Regions from separate parts of the Sus scrofa genome. Here region 2 is linked to region 1. The links are chromatin contacts, called in public Hi-C maps. All regions are on one chromosome and are shown on one strand. The core of a region is the stretch at or near the end of the contact, and the rest is flanking DNA. Distances in the headings are between cores, read along the strand shown. Region 1 holds the start of UBE2S (ubiquitin-conjugating enzyme E2 S). Region 2 holds the start of SSC5D (soluble scavenger receptor cysteine-rich domain-containing protein SSC5D).

Region 1 (2,958 bases), core at 330-2,829:
CCCTCTTCCCAATTCCACTCAATTCCTTCCCATACTTCTGGGTGTGAGGACACCCAAACCAGATAGGACCCCCAGGATTTTCTCTCAATTCTCTCAGAGAAAGTATACACAACTGCGATTTCCCGCCCTGCAGCCCATGAGCACCATGCGTACCAGGTGTGCCCGTCACAGGTCTGGCAGCCCACCTTATACTGAGAGCTTCCTATTCCCGCTCCAAGGATGCCAAGGATTTAGGAAGCGCACCTCCCTCACCCACACTCACCAGGGCCCTCGATGGTGACCTGCAGGTCAGTGAGGTCCTCCTCGTTGGGGAAGACCTTGATGCCATCAGGTGGGTCAGCTGTCAGTGTCGTCACCTCTTTGTACACCAGGCGGATAATGTGCGGGGGTAGGTTCTCCACATTGGAGTTCTAGATGTGGAAAAAAGGGGGCGAGCCATGGGCCTTTGGTCCTGGGGCCTCCTGCAGGACCTAGGATGCGGTGGCCGCCCTACTTTTCTTGCCCCTGCAGTCCTAGTCTGGCCAATCACCCCGAGCTCCCAGACACTCCCAATCCAGGGTGCTTCAGGCGATGGCTTCAGGTGAATCTCCCATTAGGAATGGAGCGGATCTCCAAGGTCTGGCGGATGACTCCACCTTCCCCATAAGTCCCTAAAGCCCATTCGTAGCCCCACATACGGACCCCCAGTGGTCCCGGGTAGGCCCGAGCCCTACCCCGGTGTCCTTCCACACCTCAACTTGGGAAGACCATCCTGGAAACCCCAGCTCCGGCCTGGAGATGGCGGCGGAGTGTCGTTACTCCCGGAACACCCACGGGCAGGCCCGAAAGCCCGGAGCCCTTCCCGGAGCTCAGCTGGGCCTTCCCCTCCCGCTCCGCCTACAGGAGGGCCCCTGGGCCCAGCCCTAACCCAGGACCCCCAACTGGGCCATCCAATCCCCCAGCCGCCAGAGAGATGCTCCTGAGACCCCATCTCCTCCTCCAGGAGGGCCCTGACCGCCCCCCCCCCCCAACAGGCCCGGACGCGACGCTCACCATGACTGCGGCCGGCCGGGGGCGGGTCCCCCCGGCCCCCTTCCTGCGCTCTCCGGCCGCTGGCTGGGGCGGGGGGCCCAATTGCCGCCGCTGCGGCCCTGGGGAGGCCCCAGCGGCCCGGCTCCGCGCCCCACTGCCTCCGACGACCGCCACACACCGCCTGAGCAGGTAAACCCGCCCCGGGCGCCCGACCGCACTAAGCCGGCCGCGCGCACACCGCCGCCCTTTTATATCCGCCCACAGGCCTCGCCCCCTCGGGGCCCCTCGCGCCGCGCCTCGACTCGTGACGTCAGTGCGCACACTCCTTGGCGTTCGACGAGCTCGCTCCCTTTCGACAAACTGCGGGCAAGAGCAGGAGAAACTGGGGAGGGGGCGCGGGGCAGGCTGGCCAATACGTGCGCACGGGGGTCAGGGAGGAAATCCAGGAGAAAGGAGAGGTAGAAAAGGGGAAGTAGAGAAGAGAACGGGAAGGGTGACGCGACCGCTGATTGGTCCGTTTGAATGAAACGCCGGCGTACGCGCTCGCGCCCTGACGCCCAGGAAATCGCGCACGCGACTAACGGTCGACCCGGGAGCCCGAGCCGAGCAAAGAGAGGCGGGACTTGAGGGGTTTTAAAAGGATGATGGAAGGCGGTCCGGCCAATGGGGACGCGCAATCGTGGCGTGGCGTCATGAGACACGCGGAGGCCAATCCCTACTGGAGAAGGCGTACTGGGGCCTTCTCCAGTAGGGAACGGGAGAATTGGAGAGCAACCAATGGGAGTCCTCCCTACCGCGGACCCAGGCGCTCGCAGCCAATTAACTTCGTTCGTTTCTGTGTATGCAGATGAGTGTGCCCGGACGCCTGCGCCCCTTCCTCAGCCTGTGGCGGGGGTGGGCACCGCGAATTGATAGACGTATTTCTGCGAGGCGCCATTTTGTGCTGGCAATGACCTATGACCCGTGTCCTGTGTTGGCAGAGGTTCCACGACCGGCCCCACCCCCACCCCCATGTGTGACCTCTGGCCCCGGCCAGGCCTCGGTTGCGACGCCGGGCGTCAGTTTACTCCTGTGAGAAGAGGAAGAGTCCCCTGGCCTTGTTCAGGGCGCGGTCCTTCTTGTGACTGACCAGGGCCCCCGGCCGGCCGCGCCCCGGCCGGGGCTCCCTCCGCCTGTCGGGGGAAGCGGCCCGGGGTGCCCCGGGGGGACCCTGTCCGGAGAGCCGGAGGCCGAGGAGCTGCGCGGCCTGCCTGGCCCCGGTGCGGTGCGGCCGCGGCGCCCGCCTCAGGGCCGCTCAGCCCCGGAGCGGAGCGTCCAGCTGGGCCACGGTGTCCCGTCGGGGGCCCAGCTTCAGGAAGAGGGAGCAGGACGGTGCCGAGACTCCCACAGCCTCGCGGTCTTCGTGCGCCGGAGGGGCGCGCGGGCGCCCCGCACCCGACCTGCAGGTTCCGCCCGCTGAATGCGGACCTTCCCGCCCCGTTAACACACGAGGACCCCGAAGGAAGAGGGGGGTCGAGTGACTTGCCCAGGGTCCCCCGTGGGGACAAGCAGAGGCGGCGGTGCAGCTGAGCTGTCCCAGCCGACGGTGACTTATGGCGAACCGGGGAGCGGTGGTGGCGTCCTCCGCGCTGACCGGGCCCGCGCCGCCGGGGTCCCCCGAGCCCTTGCCACGGCCCTGTGGGGCGCGTGTCGTGGGATGCCCCCCGGACTCCCGCATGCATTCAGTCCGCTTTTTCTGAGCACCTACCATGGGGCAGGCAGGATGCTGTGGGGATGCAGCAGAGTGTAAAAGGGACAGCACCCCGCGCTCCTGGAGAACCAGACAGTGAGCCAGTGTACCCCGCCAGGAACACAGCCTTTGCCGAACAGTAAGTCGGGGCCAGGGGCGTAGGAAGGGAGGGGGCGGGGGTCTGAGGCAGGATGATGGCGGCTGCAGGAAGGTCTAGG
Region 2 (2,700 bases), core at 16-2,515, 71 kb after region 1:
CGCCCTCACGCGGCCTCCAGCCCTGCTCCTCCTGGCGGCTGCCAGCAGCGGCCTGCGCTTCGTCCTGGCCTCCTTTGCTCTGGCCCTGCTCCTGCCTGTGTTCCTGGCTGTGGCGGCCATGAAGCTGGGTCTGCGGGCCCGGTGGGGCTCGCTGCCCCCACCGGGTGGCCTAGGGGGACCCTGGGTGGCCGTGCGGGGCTCGGGGGATGTGTGCGGGGTCCTGGCTCTGGCCCCAGGCTCTAGCGCTGGGGATGGGGCCCGGGTCACCCGCCTCTCTGTCTCTCGCTGGCACCGCCGCCAAGGTGTGGGCAGGCGGTTACTGGCCTTTGCCGAATCTCGGGCTCGAGCCTGGGCAGGTGGCATGGGGGAGCCCCGGGCCCGGCTCGTGGTCCCGGTGGCCGTGGCCGCGTGGGGTGTGGCAGGGATGCTGGAGGGCTGCGGCTACCAGGCCGAGGGGAGCTGGGGCTGCATGGGCTACACGCTGGTGAGGGAATTCAGCAAGGACCTGTGACTCCAGACCCCAGAGGGAGGAAGCCAGTGCTTAGAGAGCAGCTGCTGTGCACAGGCGACTTGACACCCTCCCTTTGCCCACTCAGGGCCTAAAAACTGAGGCCGCCAGAAGGCAAGAGACCTCACCGCAGTCTGACGTCTGCCTGTCATGTTTGAACTTGTCAGAGAGGTCACGCTGTCCAGCCCCTGCTTCGGGTTCTCTCTGCACGGGGAGACCTCCCCGTCTGGCTGCCACGCCTGTGCCACCTGTGCCACGGGCCTGGGGAGATGTGCGGCGGGAAGAGGGAGGCTAAGCGAGTACGCCCCCCCCAGGGTTAGGACGTGGCGGGGGCACCCCTCATGGGACAAGGCCCCTGGGGAACTGGATGGGGTTGATGCCTGTGCTTGGAGGGGGTGGGGCTGCAGAAGCAGCAGAGATGGGGTGAGCAGAGCCTTGGCAGAGGAGGGCTGTCTGTCTGGAGAGAGCTCCAGGGGAGGGGGGCAGTGGGCCCAGGGCTGCCCGGCCAGGCCAGCCCTTCCCTGGGAAGGTGAGAGCCGAGCGGGGCAGCCAGACCCATCTAGTTTTTTACACTCGTTTGTTAATAAAACCTGAAACTGCTGTGAGCCCATCTCCCTCTCTCTCTCTGATGCCTTTTCCAGTCCGTCTCTGAACCCCCGCTTCTGGCTGGCTCCTCCTTTCCCAGGGTTGACATTAGCTGTCGGTGGGGGTGCTGGACTGGCAGCGGGGGATGCAGTGAGCTCACGGCGGCGGCCCTGCTCCCTGCCAGCCCTCTGACTCACGCTCCCCATTACTGCATTTTTTCCGCCTCACAGCTGCTTGGTGCAGAGAGAGAGTGTGGGGCTGCCCTCCCCCACTCAGGCCTGACCCTCGATTGGCCCAACCCCTGGCCTCAGTTTCCTCAGGAGACACACAAGCTCGACCACTGCTCCCCTCCCTCAGATGCGGGCTGGGGACTTTGTGTGCACATCCCCCAGGGGAGTGGAGAGAGGGGTTTCTTAGTCTCCTGTCTCAATCAAGAAAGTCCTTCCTGGAGTCTGGCTGCACATCTCTTGCTGCGCCCTGAGCCCCAGATGTGCCAGGTCCCTAACCGGGGCGGCTGAAGTGCATCTACCCTCAGAGCCCTCTTCCCTGGTCCCACCAGCCTTCCCTGGCTGAACAGAGAGGAGATTGAGCCCCGCCCCATGCTCGCACCCCCGTGTGCACCCCAGTTCGGATCCCTCCCCGCAGCCTGCCGACCCCTGAGCATCTCAGCCCAGCGTGCCTTCTCCTGGCCGGGCCGCCCTTCTCCCGCGTGGGTGTCTGCAGTTGGACACTCTCCCTCCCGCCTGCCAACGCCCTCCTCCCCAGGCCTCAGGCGCCGGCCAGCCCCCTCCCCGCCCCCACTCCTGTCCCCTGCTGCCTCCTCGGCAGCCTCTCTTCCTCCTGGCAGAGCGTCCAGCCCAGCCTGCTCCTCCCTGGGTCCAAGGCGCCTTCAGCAGGCAGGCGCGGCCCTCCCTCCCTTCCTCCCAGCGGTGGCCGCCACCTCCTCCCTCTCCGGCTCCAGTCCCCTCTCACCCCATCCCCGCCCCGACTCTGCAAACATGAGGGTCTTGGCCTGCCTCCTCGGTGAGTGACCCCTTCTCCTCGGGGATGCAGGGGCCTGAGCCCTGCCCTCTGACCCCTGAGCTCAGCCACTGGGAGGCCTCCAACTTCTGGGCCAGTCCCTGTTCCTCGGGGGATGTGGGGCTTCTGCCCTCCGGCCTGATCCCCCAGGGTCTCCGCCTCTGGCACACTCAGCCCCACCCTCTTAGGCCCACCCCAGGAACCTACCTGCCGCCCCCACACCAGCCCTGACCCTGTGGGGTGTCACCCATCCTTTAACCTTTAGCCAGGCCTCTGGGGAGCGCGAAGGGCTGGCCCCCTGCCTGGACCTGAGGCGTCTGGGGCCCCGCCCACCTCAGGGACCTGAACCTTGCCAGGCCCTCGGCTCAGAGCCCTGCTTCCTAGCTAGCGGGGTTTCTGGGTCAGAGGTGTGAGGCCCTCACTCTGTCCCTCCCACCCCTCCAACCTCCCTTCCAGCGGCTCTGATGGGGATCCAGGCTGTTGGTAAGTGGCCCCAAACACGTCTTCCCTCTGGCCTTGCTCAGCTCCATCCCATGCCCAGCCTTGCCCTCTGCTGGACCCACTTCCCTCAGGACCACCTGGGCGTC

What was found. Hi-C and Micro-C count contacts between places; a contact is called where the count stands out from the background.
Region 2: a contact with region 1 is called in a Hi-C map of alveolar macrophages, with 1.6 times the contacts expected there. The contact joins the promoter of SSC5D here to the promoter of UBE2S in region 1. A contact is called at or near these places in 1 of 5 promoter capture datasets (liver), 9 of 47 Hi-C or Micro-C datasets (alveolar macrophages, embryonic fibroblasts, epiblast stem cells and 5 more) and 2 of 2 datasets of contacts at active chromatin or transcription factors (alveolar macrophages and skeletal muscle).

The regions. Positions count from the first base shown.
Region 1 is chr6:59,568,905-59,571,862 of Sscrofa11.1, forward strand. It overlaps UBE2S (ubiquitin-conjugating enzyme E2 S), which reads right to left and starts at 1,580. Exons shown (of 4, transcript XM_021095037.1): 1 at 1,033-1,580; 2 at 263-410. The coding sequence starts at 1,035.
Region 2 is chr6:59,639,955-59,642,654 of Sscrofa11.1, forward strand. SSC5D (soluble scavenger receptor cysteine-rich domain-containing protein SSC5D) reads left to right here and starts at 1,266. Exons shown (of 14, transcript XM_021095020.1): 1 at 1,266-2,116; 2 at 2,570-2,596. The coding sequence starts at 1,693. It overlaps NAT14 (N-acetyltransferase 14), which reads left to right. Exons shown (of 3, transcript XM_021095039.1): 3 at 1-1,113. The coding sequence ends at 511.